Regions from separate parts of the Gossypium arboreum genome. Here region 1 is linked to region 2. A link is a contact called in public Hi-C data. All regions are on one chromosome and are shown on one strand. The core of a region is the stretch at or near the end of the contact, and the rest is flanking DNA. Distances in the headings are between cores, read along the strand shown.

Region 1 (6,044 bases), core at 2,278-4,777, 510 kb after region 2:
GGGCTACATAATTAAAGGAAAAACGTTATGATTTGAACATATAGTTGGAAATGGCATATATTTACTCCCATGAGAAGGTGAGTGTGTGGTGAGTACCACTTGCAGATGATCCGGGATGTCCGGTTCGAAACACTCCATTTCCATGGAGATCAGTATTGGTATTTTGATCAGTGGCCAAAATGGTTCCTACTTGCTCACCCTCCATTCCTAGACCTTTATATTGCAAGTTTGGGATCAAGGATGAGGTTGAGCCAGACTGCACCATAGGGCTCAAACTAATCTCCCGAGTCTCAGCCGGTTGTGATGACAGAAGAGAGAGAGCACGATTAGACTCGACGGTTCGATTTAACCCATTCAACAACATTTTCTGGGTGATGCCACCATTGCCTGGTGAAGGATTAGCATTGACAAGCGGTTGACAAACAGAAACTCCTGGGTGTGACGAATTAGCACTTTGTAAGAAAGAGAACTGCCTTTCACCTTTGTAGTTGAGAGATGAGGCTCCAACGAACGAGCTATTTCGGCTGCTGAAGTTTAAAGCTGAACTTATATCGGTTTTGACTTTCACCGCCCCAGTCGAAGAATCGGTCATGGATGTAGTGGAAAATATTTGGGGGCCGCTGAATAGTAAATATCTACTCCCTGCATTAAGAGTCTAATTCTTATCAAAATACATCACAAATAAGCCATTGCATGAGAATATGAAGGCATACCTGGGGGATTTGAAAGTAAGCTTCCAGAATTTACAGTCAAAGCATTAGGTTGAGGCTTTCTCCGCCGTCTGTTGTGTCCATCTAGACGCTTCCGGCAGCTTCGTTTCCCTTCGTCAAACTCCACTAACGAATGAAACCTAATTACATTGCATTCACCAGAAACAAACTCTTTCCATTTATGAAACAAAATAAGCTAAGAATGAAAGCATGGGATAAAATCTTGCAAAGGAGCAAATTAAATTAGAACATTTATCGATTCCATTAACTTTCATGATGCATCACAAAAGAATTTCTCACTTGATAGAATTAATTTCGATCATGAAAAAGGAGAGTTTTAGCGGAGACTAAACAGCTTATCGATTCTAATCTCAAGATAAACAAATCATACTCATAAACCTTAAAACACAAAGGAAATACCCAAATTCGGAGTAATAACGCATTGCTAAGCAAGAATCGATCCATATAGGGAAAAATCAGCAGATGAGGAGGCAATGGAAAAAAGTAAAATGATTGAGGAAAGCAAAATCTATTGAACTCCATGTTCAATCTGCATAAAGCGATTCAATTGTTACCTGCTGCACTGCTGACAAAATCGTTGTTCTTGACCCCTAATTGAGACTTTTGGGGTTTTAGAGTGGACTTCGCATACTTTATGGCGTCGATGGTAGTCCCTGCATTTGCTGAGGTCCGCAGTGCAACCATCAACCAAGCATGAAGGTACTTGGTTTCCGAAACCAGGCGGCCGAGCCCTTTTAAACGAAGCAGATGATGGTGCTGATTCCATCAATGGCACCCTTCACAGTAATCTTCAGAATAACCAAAACTCTCAAATCCAACAATGGCTGGCGATTCCTAATTCACCTGCTGAGTTACAATGGACTTTAAACACCTCAATATCGCTGCAAACATTACAATGTCTTCTTATTTCTTGTTCTTCAGTCCCATCACCTTAATCAAACTATAACGTAAATTCAAGCCCCTCTTAAAATCGTTCCTTAGAAACAAATAATGGGACTTAAACCAAATCTAGAAAAATGTTAAATTTATACTTCGGGGAGTTGGGTTTTATTAAAATATATTGGGACTACAAAGTTTGTTTCTTTTTTTGGGTCATTTCAAGATGAAGAACAAGAGGAAGGGGATGATTGGTTGGGTTGGGTTGGAAACTCATAAAAATGATCCATCCATCCGCCTACTATAAATGACTCATCATATATGACCAAACTAAAGAGTCGTTGACAATTAATACTTACTACTTAATAAGTTTAAGTGGAAGAAATGAAATTTTGAATTATAACTTGAAAAATTTTGAATGGGAATGATGGTGCAAAGTTGTAAATGTGTCAAAAGAGTCATGAACATACTTGCTATTACAATGGGAGAAGTATAAAAAGAAGTCTAATGTTGACTCTTCCATTGTCCTGTTCAGCCATGTTATTATGATTCATATAAGAGCAAAACATGACTATATTTAAAAATTTCAAGATGTTTAGCAATTTGAATGATCTTAATGAATCTCATTATCTGTGTTTGTTGTTTTATAAATATGTGAATATTAAAAAGAAACTATAAAACATCATACATTTGTCAAGGAAAAGAGTGTGAAAGGAAAGGAAGGCGGTCTTAATGGTAATAGGCCCCCTACCTTTTATGATATTTAAAGTTAAATTTATCTTTTTTTTGAATTTTAATAGGTAACATGGCTTTTGGGAATTGAATTTAAAAATAAGACATTGGAAATGTTGTAAACAGTGTGACATCAATGGAGTGGCACTCGCATCCCAACCACAAGTAGCATGGAAGATATTTTTGGAAAACAAAGAAAGGCCTTTGCCACAATATGTGTTTTTCTTTTTCCTTTTTATATTGAAACAAAACACTTAAAACTTTTTAAAATCCCAATTGGGCTTAAATAATAATTCGTTGGAAATGTTGAACTTGTATTGAACCCCAAAAAAAACATGTTAGTAATTGTATTTTTGTTCTTAGGTTAAGTGGGTATTTCCCAAAGTAGAGACTTTTTCACTTTATAAAGTTGGAGCAAAGGTTGGTGAATATACTAAACCCCGTTGATTTACTAAAAAGGGGGGGGGAAGACCATATGGGTCTTTTTCAACCGTGACATATAGTTATCATTGCAACGACCAGAAGAAACCACTTTAGTTTACTATTAAATACATTTATTTAATTTTTATAAAATTGATATATAAGATTTAAAAATATAATAAAATATTTTTATATCACGGCTATTTTATTTATATTTTTAATATTGTTTAAGGTTCAACCCACGTATATCTCAAACAGTAACAAATGTTAATTTTATTAAAATAAATTTAGTAGATAAGTAATAAAGAGACCTAAACTTTCTCCCTAAAACAACCCTACGATTTTTATTAGCATAAAGTATAGAGTTACATCAAATTTCTTAAAAAGAATGAAGCACTTTGAATTAGTATTTTGCTTACCATATATAAAGAGGTAAGTAAAAGGGTGAAGGGGTACCTGAGAGAAATCTAGCAGAAGCTGGGCACGTTCTGCAATGATAGTTTCAGATAAGCTGTGAAAAAGGAGAAAAAAAAGTTTGAAATGGGGAGAAGTGTGAAGTGAAAAAGAACTACTTTTGAGCACAAGAACAAATAGCCATTTAAGAAAGGGATTGTGAGCTTCTTAATCTATGAAAGCTAAGCTAGGGTTAATAATTTATTCAACAATGGAGATTAAGAGAGAGAAGTGAAAGTGGAAAAGGAGATGAGCATGTAAGGTTTCCAGCTTATTTTATAGGTGTAGAGAGCTTTGAAAGTTAGAAACAAGTTGCATAATAAAATGAAACTCAATAATAATGGTTGCTGAAAAGAAAAAAGAAACGAGTGGCAAGGAAAGTGACAGGGTGTTCTAATTGCTTTTTTAAGTATCAACCTTTTATCCGGAGAGAGAGGGAAAAAAAAGTACAAAAGGCCTATGTGTTGTGTTTCACTTTCCGGTTCCGATTTTATTTGTTTGTTTGTCCTTTGCTGGATGTCTTGGTTATTTAGTTTTATTTTAATTTGATTTTATCAAATATTTTTTGTTTTTTAATTATAATTTTTCTTAAAAATATTTTTTTCCTAAATTCAATTTTAGGATGATTTGTTTTTTGTTATCTATTTTGAGGTGGGTAAGTTCAAAATTAAAAAGTGAAAAATTAAAATAATTTTTCTTTATAAAATTAGACGGTTAAAAGATTAATTATGAATTTTTAAAAGATTCTTTTATGAATTAATTTGTTTTGAATATACTTCACTATTCAATTGTATTTCAGAATTTGTTTTATTTCACATGAAAAGCACATGATTCTATTTTAAATTTTGAACCAAAACCTGAAATTCGGTAAAATAGAAAAAAGATTATATAAAAAGAAAATATTAATTTGGGTATATAATAATAAGGAAGATTATATCATATTGGAACCCAATTTTGCACCTGGGAACCTTTTATCATGCCATTAACATGACTATTGGGTTCAATTTAATTTTGGAATAAATAAAACAAAATTGAAGTGTAATATTTTGATTTTCTGTGTATTAACCCATACTTTTATTGACTTGTAATTTTGGATATGATGTTTTTCTTCATCAGTAGCAGCAACAAATGGAATAATGATTGAGTAAGAGAGGGGCATTAGGCTGTCGGCTTTAACCCTAAAAAGTCATTATATATAAGTTTTAAATAATTTGTTTACTGATTAAAACTGTTAATGTATAAAATAATACATGTTAAATTTTTAAATATTTTTTATAAAAATAATTATTTAATACACAAATGATGAAAACTTTCAACTCCACCAAGGAGATAAGATTTTGTATTATTTATTTATTTTAATTATTTAAATACAACTTAAATTCACATAAAAAAATCTCAAATTCACTTATGAAATTTTAAATATTTACAATTTATGTACCAAATACTTATTTAGAAAAAGACAAGCAATTTAACCAAAAACAAAATTTTATATTAATGTATTTAATTAGTATTTTCATTTTCATCTTATAATCACTATTATGTTTGTACTTTGTATCCAAGTAACATATTCTAATATTAATTTTAATTGCACTTATCTAGTTATTCACTTTTTGTACGTAAGTATAGTAAATTTTTTATCATTTAGTAAAATAGATATCATTAAAAATTAAATTTCAGAATATACTTTGTTATGATTAACCTAATACTTATGGGTGTCGAGTTTAATAAAATGTATTGTATCGTTAAGTTTTTTGAATCTCATTGAATTAGAATAACTATTGTAAAATTATTGAAGCATCTTGACACCGGTGAGTATCAACTCCGTGTAAAATGATTAACTTTAAATTGTAACAATATAACTTATTTTCTTAACATGTGGATAATACTTAAAACGAACTTGACACTCATGAGTGTCTAGTTCTTTGTAAAAATTAAAAAAAATATTGTACATCTTTATTTGTGGTCGATTATTTGAAAAAGAAATTACAATTTAAATTGATCTGCCACCCATGAGCATTAAGGTTCTCTTAAAACCCTAATAGAACCCTAATTCCAAAACCTATAAATAGCTCATCCAACTTCCAATCTGTAACACCCCTGTCCCATAACCGTTGCCGGAATAGGTAAGGGGCATTACCAGACAGACAGAACATTTTAGACCAATTCAGAATCACAGTTATCACATAACATTAATACATAGGCAATGATCAACAATTCATCCCTTATGATGGTCTACGAGACCTAAAACATACTTTTAAGGACAGTCGGAACTAAACCGAACACATTCATAAATTTTAGAACTCAGAAAATTTTTAATTCTGTTGAGGTCACACGTTTGTGTGACCAAGCCGTGTGCCTCACACGGGCACCAGACACGCCCATGTGAACCAACCATGCTAAAACAAGGCATACATACTAACTTTCACCCACAACCAACAGACACGCCTGTATGCTATGGTCGTGTGATACTTAGCTAGCTATTGACTTGAGCCCACGGCCATATGACACGCCCATGTGTCTTAACCGTGTGATCTTAAGAGGTTACTGCTTTGCATACACGGCCACAAGGCACGCCCGTGTTCCCTGACCGTGTGGCAAAATACAGGCTTGGTTTAAGCCAACTTGCCACCCCTTTTTGGATCATTCCTACAAGCAATATTAAACAACATTTATACTAAAATTTTCAGCCAATTCCATGTTCAACACATGCTTCATTATAACTAAATCATCACCATTCAATAACCTATTCAAATCCATACCAAAACACATTAAAATTCTTATTACAACAACATGCCAAAATGCTCATTTCATAGCTCACTTATAGCACCTTCT
Region 2 (6,867 bases), core at 1,384-3,883:
GGAGAGATGAGCTTTGTAGAGATATGAGGAATAGTTTGGTTACACACTGGATTAATGAGCTAACATGTATTCCATATAGGGAGCATAGAAACTCCAAAGAAGAAAAAACCAAGGCAGTGTTTTCAAATCTCAGTTGGCAGAGATGAGTAGCATATTACCAGAGCCTCCCTAGTTGAAACATTTGTCTCTGGTGCTCCATGGCTGCACTTCTGGTACCTCTCCAATGTTTTCATCATGCTATATATATATATATCAAGGTAAATGACTAAATGTTAGTTCAAGGATACAACACATTCATAAACACAATATTCGAATGGTTGAAATTGGAGCTGTATGTTGAAAAGATAAATCCAAAAACAATTATCAAAGTTCAATTAAAAAAGATGGGACAAAAAAAGTAATAGAAGTTCAAAAATCAGCCATTGAGGATACATCATTTAACAACACACTGACAATAAAGATAAAAAGGATAATATTTTAAAAATAATAATAATAAAATGCTGTTAAAAAGAAAAATGCTCACTGTATCACAAAAGTTTTTATTTTTATTTTTAAAATTTTAAGAGGAAGTAATTAAAATGAAAGCAATCTTTAATTAGTTTTTTTCTTGGTACAATAAATTGGATGGTTTAATTATTCACCAAATGTTGGGAATCAGAACTTGTTCCTTATTATTTAATTAATGATCCAATGTTTCCAAAACACCTTACTTAAACTAAGCTTTTAATTAAACTTACAAATCATCAAATTATACTTGTAATGACGATGAAAAAGAGATTAATTAACACAGGCAAACTGTGTATTAATTAATTAATAAACGTAGTACTACTAATCACATAATAATCAATACATTTGCGTTAATTAATATTCTAGACCAGTGGAATTAAGACAAGCAGCGCTCATGCAAGTAGATCAATTGAAAGAATTAAAAACATCAAATATTTCAGCCTTCTAAACGAAATTTAGATTTTAAAGCGAAGGAAAAGAAAGTTGAAAACCCTAACATGGGGGGCAGCAGCTTTGGGAGAATCAAAACCTTAGAAACTCAGAAGCATTGATGGAGATGTACCCTTTTAAGTGATCCATTGAAATAGATCGCAGACATGATAGAATCCATTGGAAAGAAGGAAGTTGGTTTGTAAGAAAGAAAAGACACATCTGAAAAAGTAGAAACGACAGGCTGAAATCTCTTGTTTGTCTTTACTGTTTTGATTTTGTTTTTGTAACATCTCAAACAGGTATCCTTGGGTTTTTTTTATCTGTTTTGTTTTAGAAAAATAAACCAGGTTGAAGTCTGCTTTTAGATATGGGATTAAGTTTGAAACTTTAAAATAAAACCCTAAGCTCAGATCGTGTAAATTTATGAGCTCATCGAAAGCTTTCTTTCTGTTCTTTTTTTTTCCTTTTATCTAAATAAGCTTTTGGTTGTTTATATGAGAAATTAATATACATGATCTATAATGATTTAAGAGGAAAAAAACAGGATCTAATCAAAGCTTGAACGAGAGAAATTAAAGAAAGAATAAAAGTATTCAAAGCTAATCTGCAAGAGATCTTTAAAGAATAAAAGTATTCAAAGCTAATCTGCAAGAGATCTTTCAGCTTCTTATGTTAAACATGAAAGACGTTAGATCGGAGATTTTAAAAACAAACTTGTAGTTAATATATATATAGATTTTAAAAACAAACTTGTAGTTAATATATATATATATATATATATGTAAGGATGAAAGAGGGGAAAGGAAAGGGGTGATAAAACCAAAGAGATCAAAGAAGGAAGAGAAGAAATTAAAGTGGGAATATATATATATATATATACACAAGAGAGGGATGTTGTCTTTTGACGATTTAGAATTGCAGATCTAACATCAAGAAGAAGAGGAAAAACACACAGGCAAACGCCAAGACATTCACCAAAACGGCAAAACTCAAACATAGCTTTATATTATAAAATTTCACTCTTTTCTCAAAATTTTCTCCCATAACTTGAATACCCCAAAATCACACCCAAAACAGCAAAAAAAACCCTCCTCTTTGAACCCCCAAAAGTCAGAAATCAAAGCAAGCAAAAAGAAAGAAGCGAGAGCTTGCGTTGTTTTACGAAAAAAAAAAACCCTTAGTATAGTAGTAGGAGGAGGAGTAGTGTGTTGGTTTTGGGGTTTTGAAAGAGGGTACCAAAAAAGAAAAAAGGTGAAATAGTTTTGGTGATACCTTGAACTACTGCAAAACTCGTACAGTTTTCCCCTATTGGAGAAGATGATGAGAGCAACCTCTGCATCACAAAGAACGGAAAGCTCATAGGCTTTCTTCAAAAGCCCATTCCTTCTCTTAGCAAAAGTTACTTGCCTGTTAATCTTGTTCTCAATTCTCTTCAACTCAACCCTACCTCTCCCCATTCTTTTTTTCCCCAATAAAAATATTATCTTTGCAATACCCCCAAACACTCTCTCTTTAACACTTTTGTTCTTCTTCTTGCTTTTCTCTCTATTTATTCTGTCATGGATGATACGCTTTCGCTAACAACTTCATCCATCATGTAATCAGAATTAACCCCCCCGCCCCCCCCAACAAACAAAAAAAACTTAAACCTTTTGCTTTGTTTTACGCACTAAACAAAATGATAAGACAGCCTAAACAAAAAGGATTTTCCTTTAGGTATATTATATCTCCAAGGGACCTACTTTCTTTTGTACCTTTACTTAAGCTTCACCCATTGCCCGTTGGATCAACCCCATCCAACGGTGCGAAACAAGCAACAGCCAAAGACGAAGAAGCTGAGAAACCTTAACCAGTCAATGCAAAAGGATCACTGCCACACTGCTACGTGTCGAATGGAGAAGTACATAGACTTGTAATGATCCAACTGACCATTTTAGGGTTCGGGCAATCGTATGACCTAACCTTAAGAAGGTGAACCCTCCGCAATCTGTTCCCTTCTATTTACGTAATTACCCTTCTGCTTGGTCTTTTTAATTTTTAAGACAAATCCTTGTCTTGCAATCTTCTAACGTAATCCTAATATGGTTAACTTAATTAATTAATTAGCAGCATGTCGTGATGATGTCATGGATCATAGAACAATGTTTTTTCATAAGAATAAAGCCTTGATTTTTTACTATAATAAGTTTTATCTTGGTATTGTATACAAAGGAGTGTGCATGCTGAGATTACTGGAGTTGTGGAGTCAAATCCATAACTTTAATGATGATAACAAGAATTGCATGATTAGAGGCGAAGCAAATGTTACTGAGAGAGATAAGAAAAGCTGAAAAGAGCAAAATATATGTATCTATGTATATATATATTTTTAATTAGTTCGAAGGTTGGAGAGTTTTGAAGGAATTAAAGGAGAAGCTTGCTAATTGTGGTTCTCACATTAATTTCTTAATTCCCCCCCTCCCTTTGTACATTTTGCAAGGAATTATTGAAACGATTGCATATGTTAGCTGCTGTATGTGATTATTTCATATAAATGACCCAAACCCTTATGATTTAGTTTCTTTTTAACTCATTTTGCATTAATTTAATGTAATTACGTCGAACATTATTTGGAATTTAGAAAAAGGATCAAATACGAAAAAATTTAATTTTTAAATAGTTATTTCTTATACTTATATATGAATATACATTGAACACATGATAGCTAGTATGGTTTCATGATTTTATGCATCAATTTGCAATATTTTTCATACTTTCGTGCATCATTGCGTCCTATTATATGGTCCATGTTTTTGTTGGTGTTAAGTATGACTCTTATTTCAGTCAAATTTGAGAAATAATTTTTTAGTTAAACTCTGTTTATTTGTTTTAATCAAACACTAATTAGTTTAGATTATTTTATTATTATTTGGCCTATGAATTTAGCCTATAAATAGGCTCTTTTACAATCTTAGAAAATACACCCATTAGATATTAGAACTCATAACACATTTAGAGAATTTTGTATTTTTGTTTTGAGGGTTCTTTATTTTCGGGTTTTAGGGGTTTAATTTTTATCTCCATCTTTTGTACTCTTTGTTTTGCCATTATAGTAAAATTATTTTTGACCGTGGTTTTTTATCCTCTTTGGAGGGGTTTTTCCACGTTAAATTTGTGTGTTCAATTTCTCAATTTATTCCGCTATTTTTTTTCTTGTTGCTTAATAGGGTCGATCCTAACAAGTGGTATCAGAGCTAGTTCAATATTCATAGATCAGCCCATTTAGATATGGCAACAATAAGGTTTGAAATTAAGAAGTATGATGATGAGACAAATTTCAATTTGTGGCAAGTTCAGATGATTGCAATTCTAGTTTAAACCGGCTTGAAAAAGGTTGTTACCGAGAAAAAGCCTGAGAATCTAAATTAAACAGAATGGGAAGAGCTTGATGAAAAGGCCTTATTTGCAATCCAGTTATGCATCGTGAATATGGTATTGCAGGAGGTATTGATGGAGAAAACCTCATTTTCCTTGTGGAAAAGGTTAAAAACTCCTTATGCGACCTTATTTGCCTTGTGGAAAAGGTTAAAAACTCTTTATGCGACTAAATTTCTGGCTAACCGTTTAGTGTTTAAACAAAGTCTATTTACATTTCGCATGAACGAATGTGAGCTTCTTAGAGATCACATTAGTCAATCCATTACTCTTTTAAATTATTTAAAGAATGTTGAGGTTCATATTGACGATGAAGATCAGGCTATGCTCTTATTGTGCTCTTTACCCCTTTCATATAAGTCTTTCAAGGAGACCCTGATTTATGGCAGAGTCAAACTCTCGTTTGAAAATGTGAATGGTCATTTGTTGAGTAAAGACAAACTCAACAATGAGTTTGGTTTGGATAGTAAGGCAGATAAGCAAGTTTCCGTTTTGGTAGCATCAAAGAAATTAGAGAAAAGGTGTCGCTATTGTAAAAAGTTAGGTCACGTCAAAGCAGATGGTTATAAACTGCGAAATAAAAGAGCTGCTGAGAGTAATGAAGAAGATGTAGCTGGTGTTAATTTGGCTGATGAAAGCGGTGATGATTTCTTGTTAGTGTCACCGAGCGATAACTCCAAGCTCACGTCTAAGTGGATCCTAAATTCGAGATGTTCTTTCCATATGTGTCCCAATAGAGAATGGTTCTCCACATACAGTTAAGTTGAATGTGGAGTTGTGAGCATGAGAAACGATTCATCTAGTAAGGCAATTAGTATTGGTACTGTTAAAATTAGGATACATGATAGGACGATTAGGACACTCTTAGATGTCAGGTATATACTTAATTTACGAAAGAATATCATCTCATTAAGTATTTTAGACTTGAAAGGATGCAGAATCAACATCGAGTGAAGCGATATTAAAGTATCTCGTGGAGCTCTCGTTTTGTTAAAAGGTAAAAGAACTAGCAGTCTTTGTATTCTAGAAGGTTCTACAGTGATCGGTGAAATCGGATATCCCTTGTCCATTATAGAGTCGAAGTCAACTCGTTTGGAGCAGAGGCAACTTGGTCATAGGAGGGAAAAAGGCATGACCATTTTGTTGAAGAGAGGTTCTCTTTTGGATACAGGTTTTGAAAAGTTAGGGCGCTGTGTTCGTGAAAAGCAAGCCTGGGTTAGTTTGCAGTGTGCAAGTCGAAGGCTAGAAGTCTTCCAGTTTCTAAGCACAGGTTTGACTCAGTTAATTCCCTGCATGGTTCAAGATAGGCTCGTAGAAGGCTTTGGCAAAGATGGCGTTGTGGAAATATGAGTCAAGGTGGAGATTTGTTAAGTATGACTCCTATTTCAGTCAAACTTGAGAAATAATCTTTTAGTTAAACTCTGTTTATTTGTTTAAATCAATTTTAGTTAAACTCTGTTTATTTGTTTCAATCAAACACTAATTAGTTTAGATTATTTTATTATTATTTGACTTATGAATTTAGCTTATAAATAGGCTCTTTTACAATCTTAGAAAATACACCCATTATATATTAGAACTCATAACACATTTAGAGAATTTTGTGTTTACGTTTTGAGGGTTTTTGTTTTCGGGTTTTCGGGGTTTAGTTTTTATCTACATCTTTTGTACTCTTCGTTCTTTTGCCATTATAGTAAAATTATCTTTACTCTTGATTTTTTATCCTTTTTGGAGGGGTTTTTTCATGTTAAATTTGTGTGTTCAATTTTTCAATTTATTCTACTATTTTTTTCTTGTTGCTTAATCGGGTCGATCCTAACAGTTGGAATAGACTTCTCATAATAAATTCACTTTACATATGAATATAATTAACAATTTTAATGAAAATTTTTATTATAATTTCTTAATTTAGTGGCAAGATAATTACAACAACGGCTAAGTAAAAACCTAAACCTCAAGATAGTTGGTCAAGACGAGGGCCATGAGTCTTTGAATACTCAAGTTCGAGTGTTATAATATGCAATTAATATGTGTGAGTCTCCAATATTATCATATGTGTATATAATATATGTGGGTTTTATTTGGTTTTTTGATTCCTCATCTGTTGTGTTTTGTACTAATTTTATTTTATGTTGTAGGTGTTCAAATATATATTGTACTTGTATAAATACACTGTTTGTATTAAACCTTTCAAAAGTTGAAACTATAAATTAATATAATAATAAAATTACACCTTAATTGTAATACCACGAAAATTTTTACAGTAATATATTATCCTTGATATAGTAAAATAAGGAAATAAAGTGACATAAAGGAAATTTTGAGTTATGTCAATAATAAGAAGTATATTATGATATATTAATTCAAGAAAGGACTAAATTGTAAAAGTGAGAAAAGTTTTGTTGCACAAGAGTAAATACTCAAAATTTAAGGGGTTAAAGTGTAAATATGAAAAGTTGAAGGACCAATAGTGTAAATATTTTAAGAGTGGAATGATCTAGAAACTAAGGAAAA

The links. Hi-C and Micro-C count contacts between places; a contact is called where the count stands out from the background.
Region 1: a contact with region 2 is called in a Hi-C map of leaf, with 3 times the contacts expected there. The contact joins the promoter of LOC108467559 here to the promoter of LOC108487214 in region 2. A contact is called at or near these places in 2 of 5 Hi-C or Micro-C datasets (both in leaf).

What each region holds. Positions count from the first base shown.
Region 1 is chr3:25,299,078-25,305,121 of ASM2569848v2, forward strand. LOC108467559 (squamosa promoter-binding-like protein 16) reads right to left here and starts at 3,528. Exons shown (of 3, transcript XM_017768225.2): 1 at 1,286-3,528; 2 at 714-850; 3 at 1-642. The coding sequence starts at 1,497. The coding sequence ends at 62.
Region 2 is chr3:24,791,072-24,797,938 of ASM2569848v2, forward strand. It overlaps LOC108487214 (agamous-like MADS-box protein MADS4), which reads right to left and starts at 2,634. Exons shown (of 8, transcript XM_017791495.2): 1 at 2,212-2,634; 2 at 159-237. The coding sequence starts at 2,396.